2 separate regions of the Gasterosteus aculeatus genome follow, and region 1 is linked to region 2. The links are chromatin contacts, called in public Hi-C maps. All regions are on one chromosome and are shown on one strand. The core of a region is the stretch at or near the end of the contact, and the rest is flanking DNA. Distances in the headings are between cores, read along the strand shown.

Region 1 (2,857 bases), core at 211-2,710, 57 kb before region 2:
CATGAGGTTCATCATTTGGAGAAGGAAGACATCTCCTCCCAGTGTTTCCACAATGTAACTGCATTTCTCCTGTGAGTCTTTGTTTGACACAAAGGGACAAAAATATCACTCACCTTCCAGCACTGCACACAGATTCCCCTCTTTGATACGCCACTGGAGGGAGATGAAGAAAAAAACATTAAATTAAATAAACAAACCTTAATGTGCCGTGGAAAAGAAGTGCCAAAGGCAGATGAAATGAAGCCATGAAAGGCAAGCGGAGGTTATAAGCAGAAACTCTCAAGTCAAAGGTTTGCAACCACTTTAATGCATATTTCCATCAACAGGGCACAGAGTCTGACTCTGTGGTTTGATGTGCATAACCAGGACGCAAATAATTGCCTCTTCCTTAACCCACATCCACATAACTGCAGAACTGATGCACACACATTGTGTGAGACAGCTTCCCTTCCCTCATGCCATTTTCTATACCGCTGATCCTTAAAGAGGGTCGCGGTGGGCGGTGGGCGGTGGGGGGAGGAGGGGGGGGGGGGCTGGAGTCAATCCCAGCTGGCATTGGGCGAGAGATGGGTACACCCTGGACTGGTTGTCGGTCAATCGCAATTCACTCTCACATTCACACACCTACGGGCCATTTGGAGTCACCAATATCGTAACCTTTATGTGATTGGACTGTGGGAGGAAAAGGAGTACCAGGAGAGAACACACGCAGCCACGGGGAGAACATGCAAACTGCACATAGAAAGGCCCCAAAGGATGTGGTAGAATGTATTCTGTAGTTTACTTATTTCATCAAATAAACCTAACCAAGGAAGCAGGATTGATGCATCAGCTTGTGCAAAAGCACATTCTTACATTATTGTGATCAGCTAAATCCATAAGTTTACCCAACAAAAATATATTGAAATGCTAATACTTCAATGATTTGTTGTATAGGTAGCAACCGTTGTTACACATAAACCTTCAAGAAAGAAATATCTATTGAATGCACCTTTTTCCTTTACTTCATTCAATAAATATTTTTGTGTTTGCAGCATTGTTCAAAAATCCGACTCAAATGCAATGATAGGAAGAACCTTAATGTAGTTTCATCTATTCATGGAATAAAATATAAAACATATATATAAAATATATATATATATAAAATAACTCGACAAACGCACTTGGCAAATGCGTTAAATATCACAAACATTATTGGAAAAACCTACAGTACATACCTGTGGGCGTAAAGGTGAATGATGGCACTGTGAAGACAGACGGACAATGGGCGTAAAGTGAAGAAACAGAAATCAATTAAAAAACCACATACAAACGCGGAAGCAACCACATGGCGTCGGCCTTTCTGCTGCCTCTGTCTTTAAAAAGTGCCCAGGTGAATAGTTAATGGTGGGTGACAGGCGGCCCAGGAGAGAGTGAGAAAATAACAGTGATATTGTAGCAGACATGGTAATGACAGGCCCATGACTCTAAGGCCTGCGCTGTGTTGAAGGAAATGAGCGTCTAAAGGTCAGCCTTTGACAGGCTGTATAGTCATAAAATGCTAATTTGTTTCTGAAGTGGTTTCGTCAAAGGGAGATTATAACCGAGCCTTTTCCAGCCTTTGATGTCGTCTGCTCATCAGCCTCTTAAATTATTCCTTAATGTCCCCGAAAAGAAGGCTGCTGTTTAGTGATGGGGCAGCGTGTCGTTGCTTCTTCCCTTCTGCGAATACTAATCACCATAAAAACGTTCCCTACAAAAGTAAAATGATAAACTGCTTTGCAGATGCACACACGACACACATGGTGAGCTATATATTAAACATTCATTGATCTACCTGTCTAAAACATAAACGCAAAAGAGGAAACACACACCTTTGCGGATGCCGGTGTACGTGCTGCTGAGGCCACTTCTCTTCTTGCGATGACGGTAGAGCCACACGCTGAAAATCATGAGGACCAACCAGCAGGTGGCGCCAATGCCTGCAATAAATGCCGGTTGCCTCACCACATCTGAAATCTGAGACAACGTGTCTTTTTCCTCACTGATATCCATCATCTGTCCGGTAGAGTCTAACCAATAAAAAAAAGAAGCAAAGGAGACATCATATAGAGAGTGTACAAAAAAGAATGTTCAAAAATGTTGATACAGCAGCAAAGAAACAATAGCATTGTAAAAATATATATATGTACAGGTAAGTAACAGCCTGGTAAGCACAACATGGTGCTTTATTGCTTGTTTTTATGAACCCTCGCTAATGAAAATGAGAAAAAAGGAGACCACGTAGAGGTTTTCCCCAAGATTTGCTGTGTCATGGCTTTTAGCCGTAGTTTTGTTACACCGAACCATACGAACACTCCTATCTTGGGAGAACTCTCACCTAATTGAAAAAAAGTGACATCACTCTTGACCCCGGCTCCAGCGCCATTGCTGGCTGCGACCTGAACGCTGTAACGGACTCCTGGCGTCAGACTGGAGATGAGCACGGAAAAGGTGGAGCCGTCGACCGACTGGTTCACATGATATCGACTCTCATTGCCCAGGCACCAGATCTGTCAAGAGAACGCGACGAGAGAGGAGACGGGATGACAGTGATCGCCTGAGGGACACATCCGACAACACAAGAGGCTTCCTCAGCCTCACAAACGTGCCATTTACATTCTAACTGTTAGACACATGATTCAGAGCATGTGTGTAGGAGTGGCGGGGGAAGAGGGGGAGGGGAGGGGGGCTTCTTTTCGTACTTTGTACTCCTGAATGACTCCAGCTTTTTCCCATTCTGGAGGTGGTTTCCAAGCAACGAGGATGGCGGTCCCATTGGCATCACTCTTTGTGACTGTAACGCCCTGGGGTGCTCTGCTAGGGGCTAAGAGAACGA
Region 2 (2,937 bases), core at 324-2,823:
GTCTTTCTTTTCATGATTGCTTAGTGTGCCTCGGGAGAAGGAGGCGATTCTTCTTCAATGGATAAAGCTGTGAGATCTGCTGAAGTGAAACACGGTGGCTAAAATAAACTGTGATCGTGGCCAAAGAAAAATGTGTTTGAGCCAATAAAGCCTCGTGGAAAGTAAGTATGTTGTCAGCTCTCCAACAAAAACTTTTCTTTGCAAATTCACCCGCCAAACTCCACCTGCAATATTAGGGGTACAGGAATGCTATGCTTGGCTAATGAACCTTGACCCTCCAACAAAAACACAGTACAACATGTATATTTCAAAGCATCATTTCTTCTTTGTGGAAGAGGATGTTTGACGATGTTGTTTTTTCCCAAACATGCAGTCATGCTGTATTGGATTTTCTACAATAAAAAATCAATTACGTAAATGAAGATATAAAATAAACTAAAATAAAAGAGCCTGTGACCAGAAGGATCCAGTAGTTAATCTAGCATGCGTGATGTTTTCAGAGCATGGAGATGTTTTCCAGCCGTTGAAAGAAATCAATGGTCCGACTGGAGACTGTCCAGGTGAGCTCCTTCTGTTCCGGCTGAGGAGTGAGGATGATAACCTTCAATGTCCTACTTTGACTCTATCCATGCAATTTTGCCATTCCATTGATTTATCTTTTTATCATACAAAGGCAATAATCTCACATGGCCCTTTGAGTTTCACCGAACTGCAGCAGAGCGCAAAAGATAAATGTGTCCTTTTCCAGCGTGGGTCAGGGGCCACATGTGGATATTGCGGGCTCCAGAGGGAAAGGTGACCAAAATACCCAAAGGGCCACACTTTGCAAATGCACTACTGTCCCAACATGATCACTCACTCCTTATCTTTACACATTTACACACACACACACGTCCAGGAGTAGCTATTCTTTCTAAACGTGCATTCATACCTCCCCTATTAGGAAAGCTTCCGTGGAAGCAAACTCGTACCTGAACACACGTGTAGAAATGCCAGTAGACAAAAAATCCCCGTCAGACAGGCAGGCATCATTCAAGAGCAGCTGGAAAACGGTGTAAATCCCGTCAGAATGCGCTTTGTGTTCCGTCTCATCTAAATCACAACTTCTACTGCGGCACCGCTGATGGGGATCCGGGTGTGTGTGGGGGGGGTGAGTTCGTCAACTCCGCGGCCACACAGATAACACTGGTCAAAACTGCTCCTCGGAGGGTGGATTTCTATTTGCATCAAAGTTCAGATCAGTCGGAGGCATCATCGCGGGTCACTCGAGAAGTAATCCACTCAGCGCCACTTGGTTTCCCCCCCCCCGCCTCTCCACTCCACGATCGGTGCTCCTCACACTTCCAGACGCGGAGAACTTCTCGGAATGCATCTGTGGTCGGAGACGCGATCGTAATTCCACTTCATGGGGACGTGATTCCTGAACGGAGAGCGGAATCCAGTCGCAGTTACTTGTATGGTCGGGGCGCGTGTCCGCGGGTTCGTGGGACTGTGCGCTTTTTGGATGAGGCGCCGTGCGTCTCTGCGCTCTGCGCTGCGTTTGGCTTCCCTGTGACCAGTCAGAGGCTTTCTCGGTCTCGCAGATGAGATTCCAGTGAGTCAGACGACGTTCAACCGCACGAGGACACATTCACAACACGAGGTTTCACTTTGTCTAGAGGACGTCCCTTATGAAAATGTAAAAAAAAAAAGATCCAGGCTACACGAGCATTTGAAAACATTCAAATAAAACTACATAAAGTGTTTTTTATACGTTTAAATATCCAAATAAACGATTATCAAGTCCCATAAATTAAGTTGGATCAAGCTTAATTAAAGGACGAAGTCCGCAATAGTCAACAAATTCAACTGGCTGCACCAATCAAACACTTTGTTTTAAGTGCCCTTCATTATATGTTAAGATAGAGGTCTACGAAGGCCAGCATTCCCAAACCAAACGTGTATTTAATATTTCAAAGTGTGTCTACAGTTGAAAGTGAGCATAATTTGACCTTGGTGGATGATATATGCTATTTTTAACCTCCCTTAGACAGAGAGACGTGCGCTTTCACTGTGACCTTATTAAAACCTAAAGGGATCCGCTCAGGCAGCATGAAAAAAAAGAAGGGTGTATTCCTAATGAGGCAGTAAAAAGTGCCTCCATTCACACCCAGTAGCAGCAACATTGGGACTCTTCTTCAAATGACAAAAATCGATTTTCCCTCTCTGACCTCTCTACACGCCATTTGGGAATTAAATGGCATTTAAAGTGCATTAAGAATGGGAAGCCCAACATAATATATCTCAATTTCAAACACACTGAAGTAATAATAGCAGGGCTTTGGCTTGAGTCAAATACATTTTTGTATTAACTGAGACTGACCCTAAAGTTAATTGTGACAGTATAGCTGTGACTTACTGTACCGCAAATGTGTCTTCTGTTGTCTAAGCAGGTCAGCACTCCCTCTGCTGGTTGCTAGGCTGAAGTACAGGCTGGGGGGGGGGGGAGGGGGTTACCTTTTTGTTTAACATATAAAGTTAAAATTCGTTCCGTCTTAATTCTGCCCACTGATGTTATCGATGTAACAAGGAGTATGTCAGAAGGTTGCATGGTACAAGAAAAATATATACAGTTTTAGTTATTAGAATATGTTATTTATACAACAAAAAGCACATGCTAGTAACAGATACTAGAGAGAATTGATAATTATTCATTCAGAGAAACTTAATTCAGTCTTTCTCACTAACAAGCCACAGAAAAAAGGGGTAATAAGTAACATTTATACTGAGAAAAAAATGGAATGACTCAGCCCTCCCTGCCGCTGACCTCTCGCCCTAAATCCTTTAATTGCCCTTTGTGGACCGCTGGTGGCTCTGCTGAACGGGGCATGCATTCAAGGCTGAGACATCACGTCAATAAATAGACATTTGAAATTACAGTCTTGGATAAAAAATGTG

What was found. Hi-C and Micro-C count contacts between places; a contact is called where the count stands out from the background.
Region 1: a contact with region 2 is called in a Hi-C map of skeletal muscle, with 6 times the contacts expected there. The contact joins the enhancer-like site here to the promoter of LOC120822484 in region 2. A contact is called at or near these places in 3 of 6 Hi-C or Micro-C datasets (skeletal muscle, tail fin and whole body).

Annotation. Positions count from the first base shown.
Region 1 is chr7:19,993,189-19,996,045 of fGasAcu3.hap1.1, reverse strand. It overlaps LOC120822484 (roundabout homolog 1), which reads right to left. Exons shown (of 29, transcript XM_078107129.1): 16 at 2,724-2,845; 17 at 2,360-2,531; 18 at 1,854-2,051; 19 at 1,218-1,244; 20 at 114-153. Among protein-coding and RNA genes, the nearest start is that of LOC120822484, 58 kb to the right of the region's middle. Within about 2 kb of position 1,460, at least 1 of the 9 cell types and tissues checked has open chromatin away from gene starts, as enhancers often do.
Region 2 is chr7:19,935,728-19,938,664 of fGasAcu3.hap1.1, reverse strand. LOC120822484 (roundabout homolog 1) reads right to left here and starts at 1,573. Exons shown (of 29, transcript XM_078107129.1): 1 at 972-1,573.